Linked DNA regions of Mus musculus: region 1 is linked to region 2. Evidence: chromatin contacts called from public HiChIP or PLAC-seq data. All regions are on one chromosome and are shown on one strand. Each heading gives the region's core, a stretch centred on a gene start, on an enhancer-like site or on the middle of the called end of the contact. The rest is flanking DNA. Distances are from core to core; before and after follow the strand shown. Region 1 overlaps Plcg2 (phospholipase C, gamma 2). Region 2 overlaps Pkd1l2 (polycystic kidney disease 1 like 2).

The links. HiChIP or PLAC-seq counts read pairs in DNA pulled down with a chosen protein or histone mark.
Region 1: a contact with region 2 is called in an H3K27ac HiChIP or PLAC-seq map of large pre-B cells, with 2.9 times the contacts expected there. The contact joins two enhancer-like sites. A contact is called at or near these places in 2 of 484 Hi-C or Micro-C datasets (both in bone marrow-derived macrophages), 2 of 115 datasets of contacts at active chromatin or transcription factors (large pre-B cells and pro-B cells) and 1 of 9 other capture datasets (embryonic stem cells).

The regions. Positions count from the first base shown.
Region 1 is chr8:117,535,817-117,539,042 of GRCm38.p6, forward strand. All of the region lies in intron 2 of Plcg2 (phospholipase C, gamma 2), which reads left to right. Among named protein-coding and RNA genes, the nearest start is that of Plcg2, 39 kb to the left of the region's middle. Within about 2 kb of position 1,300, at least 67 of the 459 cell types and tissues checked have an H3K27ac peak or open chromatin away from gene starts, as enhancers often do.
Region 2 is chr8:117,045,264-117,048,402 of GRCm38.p6, forward strand. It overlaps Pkd1l2 (polycystic kidney disease 1 like 2), which reads right to left. Exons shown (of 43, transcript NM_029686.4): 18 at 2,116-2,298; 19 at 800-924. Among named protein-coding and RNA genes, the nearest start is that of Gm15395, 15 kb to the left of the region's middle. Within about 2 kb of position 1,623, at least 8 of the 459 cell types and tissues checked have an H3K27ac peak or open chromatin away from gene starts, as enhancers often do.

The DNA.
Region 1 (3,226 bases), core at 50-2,549, 490 kb after region 2:
AATATCAAATATGCAATTGGCAAGTTGTCACTTGCTGAGGGTCACAGAAGGCACCAGAGGATACTTGGGGGTGGGGTGGGGGGGCGCTAACAGATCATAGTGAAAAGGCCTGAAAGGGGGAAGAATAGATTGTGGGTAAGAGAAGCAACCAGTGTATGTGTGTGTGGTGGGGGCGGGGGGGTGTGGAGCTGGTGTGAGCACGTGTCCAGGCTGTGTGGATTTGGTGTGAGCACATGTCCAGGCTGTGTGGAGCTGGTGTGAGCACATGTCCAGGCTGTGTGGAGCTGGTGTGAGTACTTGTTAAGGCTGTGTGGAGCTGGTGTGAGCACATGTCCGGGCTGTGTGGAACTGGTGGAGCACATGTCCAGGCTGTGTGGAGCTGGTGTGAGCAGATGTATGGGCTGTGTGGAGCTGGTGTGAGCACATGTCCGGGCTGTGTGGAACTGGTGTGAGCACATGTCCAGGCTGTGTGGAGCTGGTGTGAGCACATGTCCAGGCTGTGTGGAGCTGGTGTGAGCACTTGTTAAGGCTGTGTGGAGCTGGTGTGAGCACATGTCCAGGCTGTGTGGAGCTGGTGTGAGCATGTGTCCAGGCTGTGTGGAGCTGGTGTGAGCCTGTGTCCAGGCTGTGTGGAACTGGTGTGAGCACATGTCCAGGCTGTGTGGAGCTCGTGTGAGCAGATATATGGGCTCTGTGGAGCTGCTGTGAGCCCATGTCCAGCCTGGGGAGGACATGCACAGGGAGAGGGTGTCATGAGGCTCCAGGGAACAGCTGCAGCGTGTCCCAGCAGGGATGTCATTGCTTCCCCTAGACCACACCTCACGCTTCTCCATCTTACTGCTGCTCTGCCTGGAATACTTCTCTTTATTTATTTTAGATTTGTGTTGTAAATGTACGTGTATATGTGTGTGCCTACATGAATTTCTGTGCACCGTGGATATGCAGGCTCCTTGAGAGGCCAGAGGAAGGCCTGAGATCACCTGGAGGTGGAGTTTTGGGTGACTGTGGGCCCCCTGATGTAGGAGCTGGGAACTGAACCCAGGCGCCCCCCCCCCCCCCCCGCCACACACACCAGTAACTGCTCTTAACTGCTGAGTCATCTCAAGCCCCTCTGTGTGTGTGTGTGTGTGTGTGTGTGTGCTGCAGTGTACCGCACATGTGTGGTGTGCTCGCTCATGCATGTGTGTGTAGATCTCAGAGGTTGACAGTACCTGTCTCTCTCTCTCTCCTACTTCCTTTCCTTGTTCTCTGAGACAATCTCCTGGAACCTGGAGTTTCCTGTTCTGGCTGGCCCGGCTGGCCATTAAGCCCCAGGAGTTCTCCATTTTCCCTTCCTCCCCCGGGGCTGGTGTCGCTGATGTCTGATCCTATCTCATGCTTTGACATGGGTTCTGAGTGCAGGCCCTCATGCTTGCATGGCCAGTGCCTTACCCACTGAGCTGAGACCTGCGGCTCCTAGGGTAACCTTTCTTAGATGTCAGCTTCCATGTCACTTTCTGAGGGAGACCTCCCTGATCACTCAGAGAGCATCCCTCCCGTCCTGTCATGGCTCACTCTGGTTAAGTCTTATGGTACTTATTGCTGCCAAATGTTGTACTTACTAATTTACCGGAGATCTGTCTCGTCCCCTGCTTGATGCCTGTCTTCCAGAGCAATGCCCGGCAGGCACCTGGGTCTGACACTGTCACTGACCACGAGAACTTTTGATTGACAGCAGCTTGAGTGTAGGCTTTTGCCAGGTACTTGTTAAGCTCTTGAATATGAACTTATTTCTTTAAACCCTCAGGTCCCCTTGTGTATGTTTTTCTTTTTTCACCTTACCAGCAGGAAGTGGAGGTCAGAGGGGTGACAGGTGGTGTTGGTGACACAGCAGGCTAGGGACCCCAAGCTGGGGCCCTGGACACGGCTGCGGGGAGGGGAGGCCAGTTGTAGATCTGGCCACGGAGCAAATTAAATTTCTGTTTCCGTTAATGGGGAGCTCAGGCTGCCCCATCTACCTGGGCTGGAGGAGGTTCAGGACCCAGGCTCTGCTTCTGGCCCCGTGCTGCCTTTCTGAGAGGGAAGCAATTGCTCATCTCCCCACTGGCTGCAGCGGGGGAACTGCCAGGAGATGACCCTGCCCACCCTAAGGCTTGGTTTGCAAAACGCTGAGCCTGGTGGGGAAATGAAGGGCTGGCCTGCTAACCACAGCAGCAAGGAGGACTCATTTGCAAGAGTGAGGCTGGCCCGGGGCCCTGCTCTGTCCCCTAGCAGAGCCATTTCTGTGGGCAGTTGTCCTGTAGGAACCCACTGGGTGCAAGTCCTTAGCTTGAGCTTGGAGCGGGGTGAGGGGAGGGGAGGGGAGTCATGCTAGAGCCTCAGTCTTCTCCTCTGAGGAATGGGCTGGTTGTGATATCATGACAGGCAAAGAGGCTGGTGCTTGAGAGCCCTTTACTAACCATGAGTGCTTGGCCAGGAATTCCCGCTATTACGCTGTGGAGCTAGGCGGTGGACATGACCAGAGACCCTCTCCCAGTCACTATCTCACGTAGCTGCTACACTTCTGGAAACAATTCCCAGTTCCATAGCAGTGTATCGCCTCCATATCTTTTTGAACAGTTTACATTTATCTATTTGTTATGTCAGAGTCAGGGTCTCATACAGCCCAAGCTAGCAGAGACCTTGCTGTCTACTTGAGGATGGTTTCGAACTTCAGATCTCCACCTCCTGAGTGCCGGGATGACAGGCCCGCAGCACCATGCCCCGGTTCGACAGTCCTGGGGATCAAAGCCAGGACCTTGAGCATGCTGTGCAAACACGCTATCATCTGAGGTACATTCCCAGGCCTAATGCCACCTCAATTAAACTTCCGGGAGTCTGATACAGAGCTGGCCCAATGCCTCACTGTCACACGACCACGCTTCCTGCAAAGCCAAGGATGAGGCAGAGAACGGGATAAGCGGGCCAGAAGGAGTTTGATGGTCCCTTGTGTGTGCAGTCTGGTGCTGGGCCCTGATGGTCACCCATGGGTCATCTTGAGTGGTTACAGTAAAAAGGGAGCAAGAAGCAGGAAAGAGGAAGTCTGGGAGAGGAAGAGGAGATGCACAGAGGTGGCTGTCGGAGCAAGGCTTTCGTGTGGGGCACTCGATCCCGCTTGGGCTGTCTTGTGGAGCTGGTGCCTCTAGAGCTTTCTCCTCCCTCATCCTGAAGGAGGTGATACCAAACCAAGGGTTGCATTTAGGGTTCA
Region 2 (3,139 bases), core at 373-2,872:
GGGCCAGGGAACACACAGGCTCCTCCCACCACCAAGGATATATAAGCAGGCAATAATTGTTGACAAGTGGGGCTCTTTTCTTCAGTTGTGCACCCACCCACCCATAAGTTGCCTATATGCCTGTAACTAACATCAATAAGTACCAAGTTAGATAGACTTGGGTGAAGCGATTTCTATTTTTGGTTGTTTTCGTCTATATATGGATGAGTTAAAATATCCACCAGGCTACCCATGGTGGCTCAAGTGCTTATAAAACCCAACCCTGAGGCAGGGGAAGAGTGATCACTGTAATTCTGAGACCATCCAGGTCTACATAAATAATCCCAGGTCAGCCAAGGTTACACACGCAGCAAGACCTGCTCTCAACAAATAAATACATAACTACACTAGAATAACTTCCCTGGAAAACACATACAACAGAAAGTAGCTTGAAGCTGACACAAACCTTCCTGGGAAAGCTCAAGTGAGTGTGTCTGGGACTGCCACGGGCTCTCTACAATAATGGGATAGCCAGGGCTACCCATGACACAGAATCATGTGTGTGAGGAGGTGGTCCCCCTCATTAGCCCCCTTAACTGCATAGCTCAGGTAATTCTAACACTGCCCTTATCTCTCTATAGCTCCCCTGCTGTCCCATACAAACACCTACCATGGCGGAAAGACTCCATTACACCCACGCACCAGGCTCAGATCCCAAAACTTCTCTATCCCCGAGACTGACCTCTGGGCTATGCCTTGGGTAGCTTGGAGTTGGGTAAGGGCATCAACTTTCTTGGGCATGCATAGCAGAGCTCAGTACCTGTCTGTGTATACAGAGATGGAAGGGGTGACCAGGATGGCTGGAAGGCCTCCTGGCAATGTCCCCAGCAGAAGGGCACTCTGAAAATGGTCTATAACCCGAAGCAGCTGGGCCACAATGTAAGCCTGGAAAGGAAGCAGGACATGACTGTGAACTGTCATCGTTGTCCCCAGGTTAGTGTGGGACTCTTAGCAGGGTCTGGGAGGTGATAGACAGAGACAGCCCTACAGGTCATAGGCAAAGCAGGCATCTACAGGAGGTGACTTAGGAAAGTCACATATTGGTGAAATGAACCAGGGCGCTCGGAGAACCTGGCTTCAGGATCCATATGAAGAGCCATTGTTCTGTGTGACCCTTTGCTGTGTGATTGTGCTGTGGGTTCATGCGTGTGGCCTAGGTGTTGCTCCAGCAGAGATAAGAACTATAGGCAAGGCTCAGTGCCCTGCCCCATCCAAACCCCCACATCAGACACATCTGGGGTCAGTTAGTTGGTTCACTGGATAAGATGCTTGCAACTAAACTTGACAACCCGAGTTCCATCCCAGGGACACATGTGCACACACGGAATTGTGGACATTCCATCCCGTATGTGCGTATGTAGTTGTGAATTGTGTGTATGTATGCGTGTTCGAGGATGAACATGGGAGTCTGTTTAGTATCTGAATGTGTGGACACATGTAAGACATCTTTGCATGTGTCTGTCCTTCAGGGTGTGGTAGTTGTTGTTTTGGGTAGAAAAAGTAGCCCATTTGGCTTTGTGGCTTCGCCATGATGCTACCCCCAGAGGAAGTACTCTCAAGGCCCTCCAGTGACTCTTGAGGTCACAGCTGTACTTTATTTCTTGTTCTGGGTGGTTGACTCCTAAAGACATTCTATGTTTTGGTTACAGGAACCAGGACATTGCTCAAACTTGTCAAGTGGTTCATATAACCTGTCCAGTGGACAGCTGACGGGGTGAGGCAGAGTGCTTTCAGGTATAGATGAGGAAAGGAGGTGTTGGGTAGCTTGGCTCCCAAGAGCCAGGAGGGACTCACTAAGTGCAGGGCCCCTGTTCTGTGAGACAGGAGGGACTCACTAAGTGCAGGGCCCCTGTTCTGTGAGACAGGAGGGATTCACTAAGTGCAGGGACCCTGTTCTGTGTGTTGTGTGCTATCCACATTTGCTCTCTAGAGCCTTCCTCTCAGCCTCCAAGAAGCACTGTAGCCTCTGTGCCTATTCCATCATCTGTAGGTTGGCGAGAAGGATCCACCTAGCAACACTAGCATGGGCCGGGCGTGCAGCATGCACGAGGCCTGCATCTGGTCCAGGGCACCCACCTGGCTGCTGTTAGCCTCCATGGGCTCTTCTGATCTGTGGCTGAGCGAAGCTTCCAGAACACTCCCCACAGCCTCAAACATGGCCCTGGTAGCCTCCTGGCGTCTCTGATCCTCAGGACGAACCTTGGTACTGGCTACCAACAGGGCTTCAGTGGCACGCTGCAGAGCACAGCTGGCTTCCCACTGTGATCACCCAAAGAAGGAAAGTCAAGGTGAGCCCCTCCCTGCCAGGGATGGGTCATTCAGAGGATAAGGAGTATATTGGAAGGGTACCATGGGAGGGCCCAAGCCAGGACAGAGCTAGATCAGCACATGGCACAAGCAGCCTGACTTAAATCTGGCTCCTTTCTCCTTACCAGCATTGAAGTTCTTTTGGGAGAGTAGCCTGGTCTGCCTCTGAATCTTTCCATAGTACTTTTCACATTGTCCCACACACAACAGACATTTGGTAATATTTGCTGACTAGGGGGATGTGGTATGAATGCAAGGAGAATGGAGAGAGGCTGGAAGGATGGAGGCCAGATGGAGTATAGATATAGGCATATTAGGTGGACAATATATGGATTGAGGATCCATCCAAATGGGTGGAGGACAAAAGGAGAATGGATGGGGGATTTATAGAGAAAGGATGGATGGTTGGAGGATGGATGGAGAAAGGATACATAGGCAGATGGATGGATTGATGGATGGATGGATGGATGGATGGATGGAAGATGGATAGGTGATGGATGAATGGGTGGATAAGTGGATAGATGATAGATGGGTGATGGATGGATGGGTGATGATGGATGGATAGGTGGATGGGTGGATGATGGATGATGAAAATGGATAGATGGATGTGGATGATGGATAGATGGGTAGATGGGTAGATGGATGGATGGATGATAGATGAATGGATGATGGATGGCTAGCTGGTGGATGAGTGATAGATAGATGATGGATGGATGGATGGATGGATGGATGGATGGATAGATGGATGATGGATGGATGGGTGGATGGATGGGTGAGTGGGTGGATTATGGAT